4 separate regions of the Mus musculus genome follow, and all the other regions are linked to region 1. The links are chromatin contacts, called in public ChIA-PET maps. All regions are on one chromosome and are shown on one strand. Each heading gives the region's core, a stretch centred on a gene start, on an enhancer-like site or on the middle of the called end of the contact. The rest is flanking DNA. Distances are from core to core; before and after follow the strand shown. Region 1 overlaps Itga2 (integrin alpha 2). Region 2 holds the start of Mocs2 (molybdenum cofactor synthesis 2). Region 3 overlaps Itga1 (integrin alpha 1). Region 4 overlaps Itga2 (integrin alpha 2).

Region 1 (3,290 bases), core at 755-3,254:
TTCTCTGCCTTCTTCATTACATTCTATTTATTTATTCATAATCAAGTAAAATTTCTGTGTCATATGCCTTTATTGTCTAACCCATGGAAATGGGAGACACGATGTTTTGCAGGGATAGAAGCTTCTAAAATTTAAGGAAGGGAAGTTCTTCAAGAAAACAAAATAATTTTCCTAGAAAAAAGAATTATAGATAAAACATTTATTTGAAATGAGAAAAGCAACACTAGGGATTTTTTTTTCCACTAACAACAAAATCAACTTGGTCTACAGTAATCTTTTCCCGCAGTTTATGGCTGCACATTTTTTATCATGTCTTCAAATGACAGTTTATATAATAATTGTTTAGAGGCAACAGCATGACTTTTTTTTAAAAGCAGGGTAAAATTATACCATTCAAGTATGTCCCTTCCCTCTGTACATTTTTTAAAAATGTCACATAAAGGTCCAGAATAGTTTCCCAATGGCATAAGAGTTAGGACATTTCAAGACATTTAACGTTTTCTTTTATAGGAATTAATCCATAATTCTGCATCATAAAACTTAACTATCCCCTGGTGGTTGATGTTTTTGTTGTTGAAATATGTTGGAAGGGAGATCATAATTTAACTTTTTTCATATTTAATAAAAATATCAGGCTGTGTGAATGTGTGGGACAGGGTCTGTACAGATATCTCTAAAATTGAAGCTCTGTGTATTTTATACTTAGTCTTCTTTGTTTATAAAAATAAGGACTATGTTTAACTTATTAACTGCCATATGGCCCAATACTTAGAGTAGTCCTCAATCAGTTGTAATTTTTAAATGAAAAAAAAAAGCCAATTATTTTGCCTTTCCTCCAAACAATAAATTGCTTACATAATAGTGGATGGACAAGAAAGACCTTTTTAATTAAAAATGACTCAGCGTTCTGGCTGGTTCAAAACAAGGGCTGGGCATGCAGGGTGCTCAGCTGATTTATAGATAGAGAGATTCATTAACGAGTATGTGCTGCGTACTATTCTGTATAAATAAAATCTAGAAATGCATGCATTAGAAGTATAAACTTCATATCATATGTCCATGCAAATATACATAAGTTTGTTTTCTATTTAGAATTCTATGGAACAGTGGTTCTCAACCTTCCTAAAGCTGTGACCCTTTAATAATCATGGTGTTGTGACCCCCCCAACCATAAAATTATTTTGTTGCTACTTCATAACTATAGCTGTGCTACTGTTATGAATTGTGACATAAATATCTGATGGGCAGACTATCTGATATGCAACCCCCAAAGCGGTAGTGACCCGCAGGTTAAGAATATGCTGTAGCATATCTAACTTTTCTTCTTATGTAGTTTCAGAAGACCCCCCCCAAAAGAAGATTGTTCACATTTGATGGTGGTAGCATGGCAGAATTATGCCATAGGTAAAAGTTAATTTTTTTAAAGTGAAAAATAAAATCCACTAATGGAGCAAAGATGATGGTACACTATGGGATCCAGGAGCTGTGCCTGTGGGGTTTGAGCAGCCTTGTGATCAAGCTTTTTAGCCTATGACAGCTGCTGCTTTCTCACTGTAAACTGGGTCAACACGTGAGTCTCCTGTACATCAGATAATGCACAAGGAACTCTCAACTAAGTGCCTAACGTGTGATACACACCTAGGAAAGCAAGCCAGTTTCTCACTGTTTTTACTCTTGGTATCACTGCGCACGCAGAGGCTAGCACACACTTCTTGGGAAATTTCACAAACCATACTCCTTGGTTGGACACACTCACTTCCCCCCAAGGACAGAAGAGCATATCCTGAACTAATTTGCATTTAATTTTCTAGAACTGCTGCCTCATGAGTGGCCAGATGATATGTGGCTGATATTTTGCTGACACACAGAAGAAGAATACCATAAAACCCAGGAAAATAGTGTCATTCTGTGAACCTTCTCAGGAAGCCACACTGGCAGGAAGTGGGTGATGCAGACCCTACTATGGAATTGAGCAAACAGACTTCAATTCCAAGTGCAGGTAATCATTATCCAGAGTACACATAGCTATCATCGGTAAAGGTCATAGGTCACATAAGATCTACACACACACAACGGCAGGAAGTCCGGTTTTCAGTTGCATTGTCTTCAGGATGAGAAGGGTCACAAGGCAGGTAGACAGTACACTTTCTTCTCACAAACGCAACCAAGTTAAGTTACAGTCTATTGGAGATGAGCATGGGGCATGGACAACTAAGATGTGGAATGCTTGTACAATGCACACACAAAAAGAATACAAGTTACAAGTGGGAAATTATTCCTTCAACTGCTCATGAATGTAGCAGTATAACCTGTTCTTGGCTTTCATCAAGAAAGAAAAATGCACCGGGAGAGTGTCACATCCAATAATCTTAGCATATGAGAGGGAGAGACTGCCTCCGCTCTTCCAGCTCCCCAGTGTTGGACACTCAAGTGAAATATGATAAGCCTACCATTATTTTAATGTTCCCCTACTAAGTAAATGAATGATAATAAAAACTAATGAACAAATAATTCAATAAATAAATTAAGAATAACAGCAACAATAATAATGAATGCCCAGCTATGGATTCACAATATACAAAATATTCACCCCTTTATAAAAATTACACTCAATCCTCCTTGTGAATGAACAACACACAAGACAATGTGCTTGTGATTGATCTAAAGCCACCTACAGTGACAGCCTGGAACTTACTCTTCACAGCTCAGTTCTGTGTGGCCATGACCAGGAAATGCTCTCACCGCAGGCTTCTCTTCTTCAGTGGCTTCCCCTCGGGGGACATTTGGTAACGTCTGATATATTTTTGATTGTCACACTGGGGCTGCTCTATCTAGTGGGTGGAGGCCAGGCACACTACACAGTATCCTGCACTTCTCATTCCCCCCACTCCCACCCCAAGCCCCACCCCCACCCCCAGCCTAGAAGAATCATCAGGCCCCAAATGCCAGCAAAGCTGGTGTCTGAACTGTAGTCTAAACAGTGAGTGAGGTCTCGTAAGCAACGTTAAGTTGTTTACGTTTCATCGGTGAAATATTTTGATACTCATTCATGGGGGGGGGGGGGCAGAGTCTCATCCTCCTTCCCCTGGTGTGAAATGGCACTTGCTCGTTGCTTGGATGAATAGAGGCAGTGGTGTGGTTTCCAAGTCAAAGGCAGTGAAGGCCACAAATTGCTCGCAGCATCTCTTAAAGTCTCTATTACTTTAAATTGTGTGGATACGTGTGCCTCTGTGTAGCTTTATACACATCAGTGAAGGTGTCCTTGGAGGTCAGAGGTATCTGGTGTCCTT
Region 2 (3,422 bases), core at 82-2,581, 97 kb before region 1:
TTGTAAAAGAATTTTAAAAATTTTTACTGTTCAGTGCTGTGGATTGTGACTTTACACTAAGCAACATCTCAGCCCTAAGAATCTTGTAGAATAAAGAGGATATTTTCAAAATGAATGGCATTATCCTGATGTCATGGTCTCATAATTGGATTTTTAATATTTGAATAGAGTAAAACATTATTGAGCTTTGTCTTTGTCCTTGTTAAGATTTTATTTCTTATGTGTGTGGGTGTTTTGCCTGTATGAGTGTCTGAGCACCGCCTATGTGGATGCTGGGAATTGAACCTGCGTCCTCTGGCAGAGCAGCCTAGCACAGGCTTAACCCTGTCTCATCTCTGAGTCCACCAAAGGAAGTTTTTAGGAAGAGCTCTTAGGCAATTTTTGAGGTCCCACCTGCCCTCTCCGCCCCCAAGCAGGAATGATAGGCTCTAGCCTTTATATGCACCAGTTTGTTTGCAAAACCACATTGAACTATGCATTGTTTCTTAGCCTATTGAAGATATTGCTCATTGCTGTCACTGGAAACGACCCAGGAGCCCAGAGTGACTGTCAGTTTCCTCGTTTACCTAACAGCATGTGGACATAAATATTTAACCTTAATGTTTAGCAACCTTATCAAAATAAATGTTGATGCAAATCATAATCGGGCTTATTACTCCCCTCTGCCCACCCTTCCCCTTCTGCATTTCTATTTCTTCCTTGAACTGAGTACACCCATCTTGCCAACTATTTTCCTTCTGGAAATTTATTACCCAATTTTTACGTTCCCATAGCTTGACACAGAACGTGAAATGTCCTTTCCTTCCGTATTTGTTACTATTTTGGCAAATGTATTTGGCACAAGAATCTCCTCGGTGAGACTTCCTACAGCAGGTGACCCAGCCACGCCCCCCGCCACTCTCAACTGAAAGGTAAGGTTTTTACTAAGATTACAGTTGGAACACAGTTACGGTTAACCCGGACTGAGCGCCCAGCGAGGGCCACTTAAATCCACGTACCCACGCGACAACTAAGGCAGAGATGTGTACCTAGGAAGTCTGGATGGGGTCGCTGGCTCAGAAACTCCTGAGCGCCTAAAACACTGAAGTGACAGTCAGATACCGTCTCCACGCTGCGAATAAGAACCCGGATCCCACACTGGATGGAGGGGCCGCATAGGTTAGCCTGGGGAAGGCCACCCTGCCGGGTCACACAAGAGGTCGCAGCACTGGGATCCAAAAGCAGAGTAAACTTTTGTGGGTGCAGGAGGCGTGGCGGGGCGGAGCGAAGTGTACGCAGGCGCAGTGTCCACACGCCCGGGGTTGAGCACCACCCAGAAGGTGGAGCATCCGGCTGCGCATGCGCTCTGAGTCACCGGCGCCTCTAGGGGTTGGAGAACTGGCTTCGCGGTGTGTAGCGGGATGGTTCCTAGGTGCCAGGTAAGAGTTGGTTCGCGCGGCTGGGGCGCCCCTTCCTCTCTAACTCCTCCCGGGTTCCGGGTCTTGCGCCTGCTGCTCGCTGAATGTCAAGTTCTGTCCCCGAACTCTGGTGTCCAGGTCATGGCCTTCACGACCGATTACCTAGACGGTTTTTTTCCCTACCATTCCGGATGATTTATTTTGACACTTTTTAAAATTAAAACGCTCCTAGTTAGGAATTATTGTGAGGAAATGCGCATCACCCAATGATTGACAGGCTCAGGATAGTTTGCAGCAGCCGTGATTATTGTGGAGAGACCGAGTTGTACTGAGTGACAGGTGAGACCTTGTGCACAGTCAGGTCCCTTAGTTCCCAGGCTGATTACACGGGTTTGGCCTAGAAACTACCAGTTGATCCTGTAATTCAAGCCCATTTGCTTTGCTGCATGTCAAATGTTCTGTGTTTTGTAACTCAATCGTAATGTAGGACGGAATCAAAGGTCATTTGACCACTGTGAAATGAAAGCTAGGCCTTTGCTGACTGGGTTATTTAATTTACTTGTGTAATCCACCCCCTGACTCAGACCTCTGTCTCTGCTTCGCGGCTGATGGAAGAATCGATTCCGTGTCAAGTCAGACTTAGCATGTTTTCTAAGGAAATTTAGTAGGATTTTAATGCTGCCACACAAGCTTGAGATTGTGAGAGGTCTGAACAGTAGGCAGAAATCAGAAGTGATTTTAAAGCGTTTGTCTCAAATATGAATCTATAGATATATGGAAGTGTTTTGTTTGTTTGTTTATGTTTTTCGAGACAGGGTTTCTCTGTGTAGTCCTGGCTCTCCAGAACTACACTCTGGTAGACCAGGCTTGTCTTGAACTCACATAGATCTGACTGCTTCTGCCTCCCCAGTTCTGGGTTTAAAGACATGTGTCACCACCACCAGGCCAATACTGAAGTTTTGTGAGCCATTGCATTTGGGGAGCGAGGAGCCTTCTTGGTGCGGGTTATTTAGACTATCCTCTCTCCTTTCAGATTGACGTGTTGTATTTTGCAAAAAGTGCTGAAATAGCCGGAGTTCGCTCGGAGACCATTTCTGTGCCACAGGAAATCAAAGCGTCAGAGCTGTGGAAGGAGCTAGAGAGTCTCCATCCTGGGTAGCTAACGTTATAGAGTGCATATGATGAACATGTAAAGGTTTCTAAAATGTGTAAATTACGTGTGAGTGTGCGTATGTGTGTTCTCACACAAGAGTACTAGTTCTTTTAAAATTCTTGAAAATTTAAAACTCTGGTATTTAGAAACATCCAAGTACCACAAGGAACACCATAGATAATTTACTAGAAAAGCAGTCAAGTGGATGCCCCCTAGATATGTTTATGTAATTTACAATCATTTTTCTAATTTCTAAGACAGAAAAATGCAAGTTCTGCCTTTTATAGCCTAAGATGAAAAATTGAAAGATGCTGTTAAAAAGATACATTATAAACCTTTCTGTCCTTTTCTCTCTTTTAAAATACTCAAAAGTTTCTGAGATTGAAAGAAAAATGAAGTATAACAGACCCTACATGCTTCTGAGCTTGGGTTTTATAATATTTGAAAATTTCTCACTGGCCCCTGAAAATCTGAAATGAAACTTATTATTTTTCCCTGAAGCCCTGTCGGGATGAGCTATAGAATGGCTGGACACTGTCCCAGGAACACGAGTGGTGCTGCTTCAGCCTGCGGAGAGAGGTTTCCCCCAGAGCTCTGCTCTGTGCGGAAGGTGCTATACCAGTAGCTCCCAACCTGTCGGTGGCGACCCCCCCCCCAAGGGGTCGAATGACCTTTACACAAGGGTCACCTATTAGATAGCATATCAGATATTTTCATTACGATTCATAACGGCGGCAAAAATGACAGTTATGAAGTAGCAATGAAGTAATTGTGTGGCTGGGGGTCACCACGATGTGAGGAACTGTATTAAAAAGGGTGGCGCCGTTCGGAAGGTTGTGCCACACTGTGTGCTCAGAAGGGCTGCATGCTTC
Region 3 (3,085 bases), core at 289-2,788, 130 kb after region 1:
AAACGAATAAACTCAGGGGACAGGAGGAAAATATAACCCTCAGAATCTTGAAAAATTACAAGAAGCAGTGACTATGTCAGTATCGAGGTTATTGGTTATGCAGCAACAATAGAAGAAAACAGGAAACAAATTTCCTGTTCCTCTGGCTCTTACAATCTTGCTTCATCCTCTTGCAGAGTGATCCCTAAGATGTGGGTGCAGGAATTGTGTTGTAGACACATCAGTTGGGACTGGGCTTCAGAACTTGGTGTTTTGAGTAGTTGTAGTGTTCTGTAACTGTCTCTGTTGCAAAGAGATGTTTCTTTGATCTGTGGGTAAGACCCCCCAAAGGAGCAAGAAGTTTGCTGTGAGATTGGGTCTGGTTGCCTAAACAGGAGTTGAACAAAGACAACAACAACAACAAACATGCTAGTGTGGAAGGGTAAAGCTCATGAGGCCCCAAGCCGATAAAAAAACCTACAGGCAATAAAGGGATGCTGAGAACAAGAGAAAGTGTCTTCTCCTCCAGGGAAGAACACACCAAATGGTTATCCAATACTAATTAGTAGCACTGGGAGGGGGCAAATTACACACACACACACACACACACACACACACACACACAAGCACAGTCTAGAAAGAAAGAAAGAAAGAAAGAAAGAAAGAAAGAAAGAAAGAAAGAAAGAAAGAAAGAAAGAAAGAAAGAAAGAAAAAAGAGGATATGAATTTGAAAGAAGGCAATGCTAGGGTTGATACATGGGACGTATAGGGGAGGAAAAAGTAGGGGAAAATAATGTTATTATAATCTCAATAAACAAAGAATTATATAATAAAAACTGGAAGAAATTTTAAGTTTAGGACTCATATCCCCCTCTTCCTACTTTTTAAAATATCTATAGTCATTTTGGAGAAATTAAGGGACAGGCAATAGAATAGTGCAGTTGTAAAGTGACTTGAAGTGACAGAATCCACTCAGAAATAGCTGACTTTGCAGAGTCAAGTACATTTCTATAATGGATGGGCTATGCAAATTCAACATCTCTTCCGTTCCCCAAATTCCATCATGTCAATGGAACAGATATAATGTGTTTGGGTGAACCCACTAGTAGTAAAATATAGTATTAGCCTGGTAAATCTGCACTATGGATGAAAATGGAGTCCTGAAAGGTATATTTTTAACAAAGAGGTTGTGAATGACAAGATGGAAGGAGATGGAGATTGTGAACAGCCCAGAGAATGTGTGGAGGCAGGAGAATGAAGACCAAAAGGTCAAATGATGGGAGGAATGAGTGCTGGCAAACAACTGAATAAAGCTACCAGATCACAGGGGCAGGGGTCAAGATGATGTTTCGCCCCTAGCACAAGAGAAACTAACCAGCAAACATAAGGAACTGGAACCTGAAGATATAGCATTTATAGCCAAGGTTTACTGTGAATACTGAGAAAAAATGGCAACCAAAGTGTCAGTTTAGAAAACGGTAGAAGACCCAGACAGGAAGTTTAGGGGTTGCAACCAGTGGTAGAGAATGCACCAGCAGGATATAGCACATAGAATGGTTGTTTACTTTCTTGGGGGCCTATTTCCTCTGGCAGCCAGCGTGTTCTTCTTGAATCACACATAGCTCACCACTCTAAGCCTAAGTAAGCTTCATTTCCCCCAAAGTGCCTAAAAATAGCAAGATCCAAGAAAAGTATGAGTGGAGGGTTCCTGGAATTCATGCTATCCCAGTCTGGACTACATTGTTCTTTTGTCTCATGATACTGACCACCTTTCTGTCATAAAGTATAGCTTACCTCCTTTAAAAATTGATCATCTGTTTGGTGTGTCTCCTCCAGGTCCCCAATATCAGCAATTTTTGTTTACTTAGTGCGGGTGATGGTTTTATTTATAAAAAATGGGAATTTAATAAATATTTTAGCTGAATAAATAAATATTACTTAATTTATAATAAAATTAATAAATTAAAAGCCTGTCATGTTAATTATTAATACATTAATACAGATTTGTTTAATTGATTATTTAATTAAAATATTAATCAAAATTTTTAGCTGAAAAATGGATGACTGACAAATAAGTGGATCTGATTGTAGTTTTATGAAAAACTGAGATTCTTGGACGGTGAAGGCGTTTTTGCTCTGTTTTCTGTTTTAGAGGGTATTTTGCTTCTAGAATGTTCATTTAGGACTCTGGGTCACACAACGCATTCCGTAGGTTCTAGGGATTGCTTCTTAGGAGAAACTGGGCTGAGTCTCTGAGGGTGTTGTGTCCCAACCTGGTCTTGACATATGCTTGCTGTACAAACCCTGTGGCCATTCACTGTCTTAGTTTCCTGTCAATGAGAAGACTATCACTGCAGTATCTTTCCTGGGGTCAGCACGAAAACCCGAGTCACAGAACTCTTGACTCAAGTCAACTTGTCACACTCATCTCTACTAATTCATTTCATTTTTGGCGTTTTGTCTTTCATTTGTGACACATTCTCATTCTGAAGTCCTGGCTAGCCTGAAGCTCACTATGTAGCCCAGGCTGGCCTAAATTCACAGAGATCATCAGCCCCCTGCCTCCTGAGTGCAGGAATCAAAGAGCACACTATCATGCCCCCACATATATTTTGGTTTTATATACAACATTTTGAAATGAATTGTTTGTAGGGGAAGAGATAAAATGTGTTGGGGCTCTCCTTACTGATCTCCACAGAAACAGCTAATCAAGCCAAGAATCATGAAGGCTAGAGAAAATATATTTTCTCCATGTAAAAGTTCCAGTTATAATAAAAGCTTAGTGGGCTAAGGAAAAATGTGCTATTCCCATTAGACGCTCTGTTTCCTGTAACCATGACCATATTTATTTGAAGAGTGGGTGATCTCTGATGTCATTCTACAGGGAAAATTCATGGAGAGGGTTTTTCCATACTTATGTTATTCCATAGAACTTTGTAAAACCTAACTCTTGATTGATGTGTAAAAGAGCCAACCAAAGTCACTCTCAGGCTGTCACAAACCTCTGTCAGCCAGGTTTTGCTTTTCTTTCATGAGTGGAATAACCATTTTGTGATCTCAAAAAGATGAAACCTGTGCAGTGACCCTATTCATTATACTGATCTTG
Region 4 (3,379 bases), core at 422-2,921, 69 kb before region 1:
GCTCCCCATGCGGTGCCATAATTAACAAAAACAGGTTGTTATACGTTTTCAAACCCCATAGTGTGAACACTGGAGCCCCAGTATAAAATGGTTTCAGGCAAGCACATGTTAGTGCAGCTCTGTCACTTGTCACACTTGTGACACATGTACTACTCTATCATGGATTTCAACGGTGGACGAATCCATGAATATGTGTCAACAGGAGGTATATAGGAAAGTCTTCTACATTCCACATGATTTCATGATGAATTGATTTACAAACTAAAGCTTCTTTAAAAGGAGTCCATGGGAGCCAGGAAGCTAGCACAGTGGGTAAGAGCATTTGCAAGCAGTAGGACCAGAGTTCAAGTCCTCAGCAGCCACATAAAAAGCCTCATATGGCTTGTGTGCCTGTAGTCCAGTGCTGGGGAGACAGTGCAGGGACAAGTGGATCCTGAGAGCTCTCTGGCAATCTAGCCTGGGCAAAATGGTGAGCATCCAGTGCAGCAAGAGACCTTGTCTCAGGATAACACAATGGAGAGCAATCGTGTAGTGCCCCAGCCTGTGCATCATTCACAGCCGAGCAAGTCCTTATACTTGTTGTGTACCATACAGCCACATATGGACACACAGACACACATGCATGCACATACATCTCTCTCTTCCTCTCTCTCTCTCTCCCTCCCTCTCTCTCCCTCTCTCTCTCCCTCCCTCTCTCTCCTTCCCTCTCTCTCTCTCTCTCTCTCTCTCTCTCTCTCTCTCTCCCTCCCTCTCTCCCTCCCTCCCTCTCTCTCTCTCTCTCTCTCTCTCACCACACATACACACACACACACACACACACACACACACACACACTCCACATGCAGGGATGGCAGAGAGCTTGCTTAGAGTTTATTGCTCACTTACCCCGTGACTGAGTCTGTACCAAGAACCATGCTAGGTGCTACACTAACTCTTCCCCCGAGGGCAGGCAGAGAGATGGGGATCAGGGTCAGTCATCATACAGAGCTCGGCTTTAAAGGTTAGCGGAGCAGGCGTTGGTTCTGCTGATCCTGCTTTGCTCACCATCCCCTGACCCTGTGCACCCTCCACCTTCTCTAGGCCCCCTTTCACCTCCATAGTAACCGCATGTGTCCTGTTGATGCTGCAGCAAACTGCCGGCCTAAGCTTGAAAACATATTTGCTGTATCCTACTTCACACTTGCCGTTAAAGCCAGAAGAATACTCTCTCTAGGGCAGTGGTTCTCAACCTTCCTAATACTGTGACCCTTTAATACAGTTTCTCATGTTGTGGTAACCCCCAACTCTAAAATTAGTTTTTGTTATTACCTCATAACTGTAACTTTCTTACTGTTATGAATCATAATGTAAATACCTGATGTTTCTGATGGTCTTAGGCGACCCCCATGAAAGGATCATTTGAGCCCAAATAGATTGCAACCCACAGGTTGAGAACCCCTGCCCTAGGGTATCAGCTGCTGGGGTAAAGTAAGAGTCACGATTCCAACAAACACCAGATCCCTAAAGGCAAGCTTGGTGTAACATCGCTCTCTCCTCACCAATTCTTTCGTATGCCGGAAGTTTTCATTCTTGAAAGATACAGAAGGGGCGGTGTGTGGTAGCTTGAGTGGATTTATTTCTGCTGTGCAGCTGATGTCGCCAGCCTACAGAGAAGAACACCACATCAGAATTGGAAAGCAAAGCGGTAGTTGTCAGTGTTTTCAGCCTGCCAGGAAATCCTGCTGACATGTGGGGTGCAGGGTGGGGCCCTTAGGCTCCTTTCTCAGAGGCCCAGTGGCCAAATCTTTTGTTCTTTCAGTAAAGGCTCAACTGTTGCAGTGAGCTGATGTGACCTGATAAGGCAGGCCAGCTTCTCACAACCTGTCATGATTTCAATGTGGTTTGTACTTCATAGTTCACCACATTAAAAGAGTAGTCCTACCCCATCCCCCCAGAGCCTAGCTAAATCACCATCAAAGAGACCAGAGAGTCTTCATCCATCAGTTGATGGAACAGATGCAGAGAACCATGGACAAACATTGAGGAACTCTGGGAGTCTTGCTGAGGAGGCAGAGGAAGGATTGGAGAAATCAGAGGTGTTAGGGACATCACAAGAATATGGTCCACAGAACCACCTGACAGGGACTCATGGCGGTTGCAGGAATCAGAGAGCCTGTAGGGGTCTGACCTAGGTTCTCTGCATATATGTTATAGCTGAGTAGATATGGGAATTCTAATAGTGAGAGCAGAGGCTGTCCTTGACTTTATTTCTGGGACTCTTCTCTGCCTACAGGATTGCCCTGTCCAGCCTTGATGTGATTGCATGTGCCTGGTCTTATTGTAGCTCATTATGCTATGTTTGGTTGATGTTGTTGAGCGGTCTGTTATTTTCTGAGGGGGGCGGAGCGAGATTTAGGGCATGGGTCTGAAGGAGAGGGGAGACAGGAGGGGGAGAGTGGGGGGAGGTAGGGAACAGAAACTACAATTGGGGTATAATATATGAGAGAGGAATAAAAAGAAAAACTGTGGTCCCTAAAGTGGCAGTGTGGAGAGAGGATGAGACCTTTAAGAGTTGCTGGGTGGCAGAGGCAGGCAGATTTCTGAGTTCAAGGCCAGCCTGGTCTACAGGAAAAAAAAAAAGAGTTGGGTCCCAGTAGAACATCTACCAGCTAATTAACTGGAAGGATGTCCTAAAAAGGGGGGTGGAGAATTCTCTCCAGTTTCCTACTTGGCAATGAACTTCCGTTTCCTCTTTCTTTCTTATACCAACTACCATGAGACACTCACCAGAGATGAAATAATGCTGGCAGCTATCTCTGAATCTCAGGAACTAGGGGTTAAATAAACCTCTTTATCTGTAAAGTTTGACTAACCTTGGGCATTTTATTGTAGCGATGCAAAATGAACTAATACTTTGCTCGTATGACATTAGATAAATTTGTAGTAAAGATAGATAGATAGATAGATAGATAGATAGATAGATAGATAGATAGATAGATAGATGGATGGATGGATGGATGGATGGATGGATGGATGGATTAATAGATGTAAACATCATGAATGATTTAGTATTCTTTTCTCTGGAACTATTTAGGACTTTAACTCCTTTAGGTTTACTATGCACATTACAGAAACAACACTACTGTAAGACCAGCTAGGTGCCTAACTTAAGGTGAGCCAATGTTAGGAGGTTTGGCTATGACACACACTATCTCTTGGTCCAGGCTGCTTGGTCTGGCCTTCTATTTAGATTCAGATTTCATTGCCTTGATGTTTCTCTTTAAAAAGTAATTGGGGTGGTTTAAATGGATAACTAGGCCTGAGTACTACTGGTCTTCAAGCATCTTCCTGGAAGACCAGCTATTAATTGCAGCTTTCTAGACCTACTGTGTGCCCATAG

Evidence for each region. ChIA-PET counts read pairs in DNA pulled down with a chosen protein or histone mark.
Region 2: an RNA polymerase II ChIA-PET map of effector CD8 T cells shows a contact between it and region 1, with 87 read pairs. The contact joins the promoter of Mocs2 here to the enhancer-like site in region 1. A contact is called at or near these places in 9 of 39 promoter capture datasets (the 3T3-L1 cell line, the HPC-7 cell line, HPC-7-derived erythroid cells and 5 more), 4 of 115 datasets of contacts at active chromatin or transcription factors (CD8 T cells, the SCID.adh cell line, effector CD8 T cells and 1 more) and 3 of 9 other capture datasets (adipose tissue, liver and pancreatic islet).
Region 3: an RNA polymerase II ChIA-PET map of effector CD8 T cells shows a contact between it and region 1, with 6 read pairs. The contact joins two enhancer-like sites. A contact is called at or near these places in 1 of 115 datasets of contacts at active chromatin or transcription factors (effector CD8 T cells) and 2 of 9 other capture datasets (adipose tissue and pancreatic islet).
Region 4: an RNA polymerase II ChIA-PET map of effector CD8 T cells shows a contact between it and region 1, with 385 read pairs. The contact joins two enhancer-like sites. A contact is called at or near these places in 10 of 39 promoter capture datasets (the 3T3-L1 cell line, the HPC-7 cell line, HPC-7-derived erythroid cells and 6 more), 1 of 15 datasets of contacts at CTCF or cohesin (CD8 T cells), 10 of 484 Hi-C or Micro-C datasets (CD4 T cells, CD8 T cells, the HPC-7 cell line and 7 more), 4 of 115 datasets of contacts at active chromatin or transcription factors (the HPC-7 cell line, effector CD8 T cells, embryonic stem cells and 1 more) and 2 of 9 other capture datasets (adipose tissue and liver).

What each region holds. Positions count from the first base shown.
Region 1 is chr13:114,913,162-114,916,451 of GRCm38.p6, forward strand. All of the region lies in intron 1 of Itga2 (integrin alpha 2), which reads right to left. Among named protein-coding and RNA genes, the nearest start is that of Gm34845, 8.9 kb to the right of the region's middle. Within about 2 kb of position 2,005, at least 63 of the 459 cell types and tissues checked have an H3K27ac peak or open chromatin away from gene starts, as enhancers often do. A contact at or near this core is called in CD8 T cells, the HPC-7 cell line, Th2 cells and 4 more, where this site is marked.
Region 2 is chr13:114,816,906-114,820,327 of GRCm38.p6, forward strand. It overlaps Mocs2 (molybdenum cofactor synthesis 2), which reads left to right and starts at 1,332. Exons shown (of 6, transcript NM_001113374.1): 1 at 1,332-1,418. It overlaps Gm34790 (a long non-coding RNA gene), which reads right to left and starts at 1,319. Exons shown (of 3, transcript XR_382937.4): 1 at 1,029-1,319.
Region 3 is chr13:115,041,298-115,044,382 of GRCm38.p6, forward strand. The region is part of intron 2 of Itga1 (integrin alpha 1); the gene reads right to left. Among named protein-coding and RNA genes, the nearest start is that of Pelo, 47 kb to the right of the region's middle. Within about 2 kb of position 1,539, at least 8 of the 459 cell types and tissues checked have an H3K27ac peak or open chromatin away from gene starts, as enhancers often do. A contact at or near this core is called in effector CD8 T cells, where this site is marked.
Region 4 is chr13:114,844,295-114,847,673 of GRCm38.p6, forward strand. It overlaps Itga2 (integrin alpha 2), which reads right to left. Exons shown (of 30, transcript NM_008396.3): 26 at 1,539-1,643. Among named protein-coding and RNA genes, the nearest start is that of Mocs2, 28 kb to the left of the region's middle. Within about 2 kb of position 1,672, at least 51 of the 459 cell types and tissues checked have an H3K27ac peak or open chromatin away from gene starts, as enhancers often do. A contact at or near this core is called in CD8 T cells, the HPC-7 cell line, Th2 cells and 3 more, where this site is marked.